Regions from separate parts of the Ovis aries genome. Here region 2 is linked to region 1. A link is a contact called in public Hi-C data. All regions are on one chromosome and are shown on one strand. Each heading gives the region's core, a stretch centred on a gene start, on an enhancer-like site or on the middle of the called end of the contact. The rest is flanking DNA. Distances are from core to core; before and after follow the strand shown. Region 1 overlaps AGAP1 (ArfGAP with GTPase domain, ankyrin repeat and PH domain 1). Region 2 overlaps AGAP1 (ArfGAP with GTPase domain, ankyrin repeat and PH domain 1).

The links. A called contact is a pair of places that touch in the nucleus more often than the background predicts.
Region 2: a Hi-C map of mixed tissues shows a contact between it and region 1, with 3 times the contacts expected there. The contact joins two enhancer-like sites. A contact is called at or near these places in 6 of 16 Hi-C or Micro-C datasets (hypothalamus, mixed tissues, muscle and 3 more).

What each region holds. Positions count from the first base shown.
Region 1 is chr1:5,483,116-5,485,815 of ARS-UI_Ramb_v3.0, forward strand. All of the region lies in intron 1 of AGAP1 (ArfGAP with GTPase domain, ankyrin repeat and PH domain 1), which reads right to left. It overlaps LOC121818811 (a long non-coding RNA gene), which reads right to left. Exons shown (of 3, transcript XR_009600460.1): 3 at 1-2,700. Among named protein-coding and RNA genes, the nearest start is that of AGAP1, 150 kb to the right of the region's middle. Within about 2 kb of position 1,401, at least 5 of the 54 cell types and tissues checked have an H3K27ac peak or open chromatin away from gene starts, as enhancers often do.
Region 2 is chr1:5,531,734-5,534,433 of ARS-UI_Ramb_v3.0, forward strand. The region is part of intron 1 of AGAP1 (ArfGAP with GTPase domain, ankyrin repeat and PH domain 1); the gene reads right to left. It overlaps LOC121818811 (a long non-coding RNA gene), which reads right to left. Exons shown (of 3, transcript XR_009600460.1): 3 at 1-2,700. Among named protein-coding and RNA genes, the nearest start is that of AGAP1, 100 kb to the right of the region's middle. Within about 2 kb of position 1,423, at least 12 of the 54 cell types and tissues checked have an H3K27ac peak or open chromatin away from gene starts, as enhancers often do.

The DNA.
Region 1 (2,700 bases), core at 151-2,650:
AGTGCAGACGATCACGCAGCGGGCAGGGCTGAGCACCACGTCCTGCGGTCCCCACTGCAGCCCTGGGCCCCCACCCGCCTCTCCATGCTAGCGATCAGAGCTGACCGCCTCCCTGCGGACGCCTCCCAGGAAGTGTGCAGGACAGTGGTCAGAGTAGCTGGCTCTCCAGCCTCATGACCACACCGTTCTCTCCCCCGCTCAGAGTTGGCATGTCTATCACAATCGCCTGCTCGCCTCAGGCCAGGCCGGCCCATGAATCTGCTCAATCATCGCCCACTTAATGGGACACAGAAACAAGAGTCTATCTTCTGTCTGTCTGTCCTCAGCCTCTCCCAATATCCCCCCCCAAATGAGGAGTGCCCGCCCCGTCCCCAAGTATTTCCCATCCTCACCATCTTCCCCTGGGTGCCCTGGGCAGGCAGGCCTGGCACACCATGCCGCTGGCTTAGCCCACTCTTAGGCAACCACCTTTTCTGCTGCAATCACAGACTTTTGGGGCACAATGCTGCCCCAGACCTCCAGAGAGTCCCATCACCTGCAGAGCCCATTGCCCCTTCAGCACCTGCGCCCCAGGCCCGGACGGCCCCCACCCGCCCCCCTGCAGACCCCTGCAGTGCAGAGCAGCTGGGGTGCTAGACTCCTGAGGGGTGCAAATTCTGTGTGACTTTGGGAATGTGGCCTCCACATCAGCCTCACTGATGCCATAAGGGGACAATCACAGGGCAGATGTGAGGATCAGGTGTGATGATGGCTGTGAAGTCCTGGCTCCGGGGCTTGGAGCACACGTGTGTGGGCTGCAGCATCCAAGCCTTCATCCCAACACGTCTAACCGCTTGCCAGTCTGGACTGGGAAGTATGGAGCCTCCCCACCACATCCTGCAGGATCAGCCAGCTCCTCTCATTACTGGAGCCCGGGCTCAGGTGTCTGTGTCCTTACACACACACACACACACACACACACACACACACACACACACACACGCACACACGCACACACGCACACACACACACACACACACACCTGTGCACACCTCTTCAAGGTATCAGTCACTTTCTCTGACCTGACACTTGCCACGTGCCATGGACACAACCATCTCCCCCCAGAAGACCACGGCCGGCAGCTTTCTCTCTTAAATCCCAGCCTTGATCAGCGCTCTGCTGAAGAAATGCTGCCCAGGGCTTGATGCCATCGATCCAGGGGGCTGATTCCAGCTGAGTTGGGGGCGGGGGGAGCAGCAGGACCCCCATTATGTCACAAGCACCAGCAGAGGTCAGCTGACTCGCCGGGCCCCGCCCCCTCTCGGATGCTCTGGTTTACTAGGCCACACACAGGGGCCGCCCCCGCCCCTTCCGAGTGTATCTAGGAAGTCTCCAGCGGTTTAGAAAGGCGCAGAGGACAGGGTGAGTCATTTCTTCCCCTGGCCACAAGAAGCCTCAGCTGCAGCGGATCTGGGGTGGCTGCCCCCTGAGAAAAGCTGCCCCTCCTTCGGTGGAAAACAGGCAAACGCGACGGGGCGGGGGAGGGGGGAGGAGGAGAGATTGCCCAGAGCCTGACTGCCTGGTGGTGGGGGCGGTGTCCCCGAGGCAGAAGCTTCATTTTAGGGAGGAGAGGAGGACTGAGGCTGAAGCTGAAGCTCCAATCCTTTGGCCACCTGATGCGAAGAACCGACTCACTGGAAAAGACCCTGATGCTCGAAAAGACTGAAGGCGGGAGGAGAAAGGGGAGACAGAGGATAAGAGGATTGGATGGCATCACCGACTCAATGGACATGAGTCTGAGTAAACTCCGGGAGTTGGTGATGGACAGGGAGGCCTGGCGTGCTGCAGTCCATGGGGTCGCAAAGAGTCGGACATGACTGAGCGACTGGACTGAACTGAACTGAACTGTGCGGTTCAGAGGGGAGAAAGTCTGCTACCTGGAGAAAGCTTTCCTTGGAGGTTTCCGGGAAGGTGATGCTCCTTCCCCACCCACCCCAAGGGCCTGAGTCTTAGTCACACCCACCATGCAAAACAGGGTGGGTGGAGATTCACCCAGGAGTTCCCAGCCAGCCCGGGATGGGGGTGGTCGGCCAGTTCACTGGGATGCTGCAAGCAGGGCCACCTGCCCAGCCCTGGGCCCTCGCTGGGTGCGTGCTCTGTGCTCAGTCATGTCCGACTCTTTGCAACCCCCTGGACTGTAGTCCGCCAGGCTCCTCCGTCCCTGGGATTCTCCAGGCAAGAATACTGGAGTGGGTTGCCTTTGCCGTCTCCAGGGGATCTTCCTGACTCTGGGAGCGAACCACAGCCTCCTGAACGTCTCCTGCCTTGCAGGCAGATGCTTTACCGCTGAGCCACTGGGGAAGAGAAGGAAATGCAGGCTGTTGGGCCAGGTGCTTAGAACACCCAGGAAGAAATACAACACCTGAAGTAATTCAGAAAAGAGGGGCTACTGATGAGACCTCCACTAGACTCAATTCAAGGATCCTGTGGCTCTGAGTACCTGGCATTTCCGAAGTTTTCATCACTTTTCAAATGGCACATTCAGGGAAGGCCTGGGAGGCTGCAGTGGGCCCACAGAGGTGGCCACTCTGCAAACACCGCCTCTCTGTACCCAAAGTGTCCCGGAATCTCCAGGAAACAACAGCTGTCACTGGACATTTCTGGGTGCAAAAAACATTTTTTTCTTTAAAGTGACGCAAGGCAGGAGAATGTTCATACCAA
Region 2 (2,700 bases), core at 173-2,672, 49 kb after region 1:
AAAGAGACAAAGGCCCCGGGTCCTGAGGAACTGACGTTCCAGCCGTGGCGGCACAGGTTAAGAAACAAGTTTACATTAGCGTCGGATGGCTGACCGAGCTGGAAGAGAGAACCGGCAGGGCCGCGGGCTGGAGAGAGGACTCAGCGCTGAGCAGCTGGCAGGCCGAGGTCTCAGCAAGGACTTGAAGGAAGTGAAACCCACGAGGAAGAGCCCTCCAGGCAGAGGCTGCAGCCAGAGCCACAGTCCTGAGGTCCGCACGTGGGAGGAGACGCAGGCCGGCCAGGGCGGAGACGACCCGGCGGGGCTGGCAACCCTCTCCCGCCAGGCACCAGAGAGTAAACAATTTAGGTTTTCCAGGCCAGGAGACCATCGAGGATGTCACAGAGGTCTCCGACTCTGCCGCCGTTGTCTAAACTCGGTCCCGGAAGGTATGTAAGCAAATAACGTGGCTGTGACTCACTCGGACGCAGAGACGTGAATTTCACTGGACTTCCACGGGTCCCGAAATATTTTCCTTTTGATTCTTCCTACCCCCACCCCCGCCCTGAAGCACTCTGTAACCATAAGAACATCCTTAGAGCTCAAGAGCAGCCACAGGGGACTTCCCTGGTGGTCCAGGGGTTAAGCAGCGACCTGCCAATGCAGGGGACACGGGTTTGATCCCTGGTCTGGGAAGATCCCACGGGCTGAGGAGCAGCTAAGTCCACGGGTCTCAACTACCAAAGCCACAAGAGAAGCCACCGCAATGAGAAGGCCACGCGCCACAACCAGAGAGTAGCCCCCACCTGCTGCAAGTAGAGAAAGCCCACACAGGCAGCAGTGAAGGACCAGCGCAGCCAGAAATGAACGCATTAAAAATACACGGGCAGGCGCAGGGCAGACTGGCTCCTGCGACTTGGCAGGGCCTCTGCAGAGTTTGTCCCGAGGACACAGAGGCCGTGGTAGGCGCACACTCTGCAGTAACACGACTGACTTGGATTCCGAGAGTCACTGAGAAGCTCCTGAGGATGGTCTCCCGGTGGGAGGGGTGGAAGCAAAGAGACTGGTCCATGGGCACTGTGACAGCCCTGGAGTGACGGGGGCGAAGGGGGGCTGCTGGGCTGACTCTTCCTGTGCCGAGGGTGCAACGAGGTGGGGGAGTGCCAGCTTCACCGGAAGTGGGGGACAGTGAGCAAAAGAGAGGAGGTGTGATGGATGATCCTGGGTTTAGGGTCTGAACAACCTACTGGGGAAATGCAATGACCGCCAGCTGAGATGGCAAGGCTGCAGGCAGGACATATGGCGGGCTGGGGCCCGGGCCGGGGGAGGGTGCTTCAGACTGGAGGCGAGGAAGCTCACGCACCACCCCCACCCCACCCTTAGGAGCAGCCCAGAGGCAGGCGCAGGGAGGCGTCAGTATCCACAACAAGGGGGCAAAGACAGGCCCGCGCGCCTCGTGTGAGGTCATCCGGTCTGGCTTTGCCGCCAAGTGCGTTACAGGGTATTTCCATTCTCGTGGCTTTCTGACGCGAGACCAAAGGTTTGAACCTCGACTTGCTGAATAAGTAACTGAATGACTCCAAGGCAGGGCGGGGTAGGGGCTCCCTGAAGGCTGTTTGTGCGCCTCTGAAAGTCGACAACCTGAGGTTTGCTGTGGCTGTGATCTGCGCCTGGTAGTCCTGAGAGTCTGGGAGGGATGGCCTGCTTCCAAACCTCCACTGGAAACAGGGCCTGGCCTGACTCAGCCACACAGAGCGACTCTCTTCACGGTCGCGGCCCATTGTAGTCCCTGCACCTCTGTGCCCAGCATCCAGGCACTGCCCTCAACGACCAGGAAGGTCTCCCCACTCAACCATCCCGGCCTCGGGTCAAGCAGGCCTGAGTGCAGGGACCTAGCCAGCCACAAAATGGATGCCCCTCCCCGGAAGGTCCGAGAGAGCAGAGCAAACCAATCTCACTTGAGAGGAAAACCCATCCTCAGTCTGAGCCAAGCCAGCGGGTGGTCAAGGGGAACGAGGAAAGTCCACAACGGCCCTGCAGGCGCGAGGCCCGCAAGTGGTCCCCGGCTTTCTCTCTTTCTTCCCAGCCTTGAGATGTGATTCATTAAAAAAGACCCTGCTGCTAGGAAAGATTGAGGGCAGGAGGAGAAGGGGACCACAGAGGATGAGATGGCTGGATGGCATCACCAACTCAACGGACCTGAGTTTGAGTAAACTCCAGGAGTTGGTGATGGACAGGGAGGCCTGGCGTGCCGCAGTCCATGGTGTCACAAAGAGTGGGACACGGCTGAGTGACTGAACCGAACTGAGATGTAATTGACAAATAACACGTGTAAGTTGAGAGCTGACAGTATGATGATTTGATGCACGTACATACTGTGAAACAATTATCACAGTAGGTGAGTTAACAACTTCACCTCATCACATAAATTACCTTTTTTGGTAGCAACATTTAACATCTACTCTCTTAACAGCTTTCAAGCACATAACCCAGTACTGTTAAGGTGTCCCACTGGTTAAAAAAAAAAAACAAAACCTTCCTGCAATGCAGGAGACGTAGGACACTGGGTTCTATCCCTGGGTGGGGAAGATCCCCTGGAGAAGGGAATGGCAACCCGCTCCAGTATTCTTGCCTGGAGAATCCCACGGACAGAGGAGCCTGGTGGGCAACAGTCCATGCGGTTGCGAAAGAGTTGGACACGAGTAAGCGCCTGAGCACACA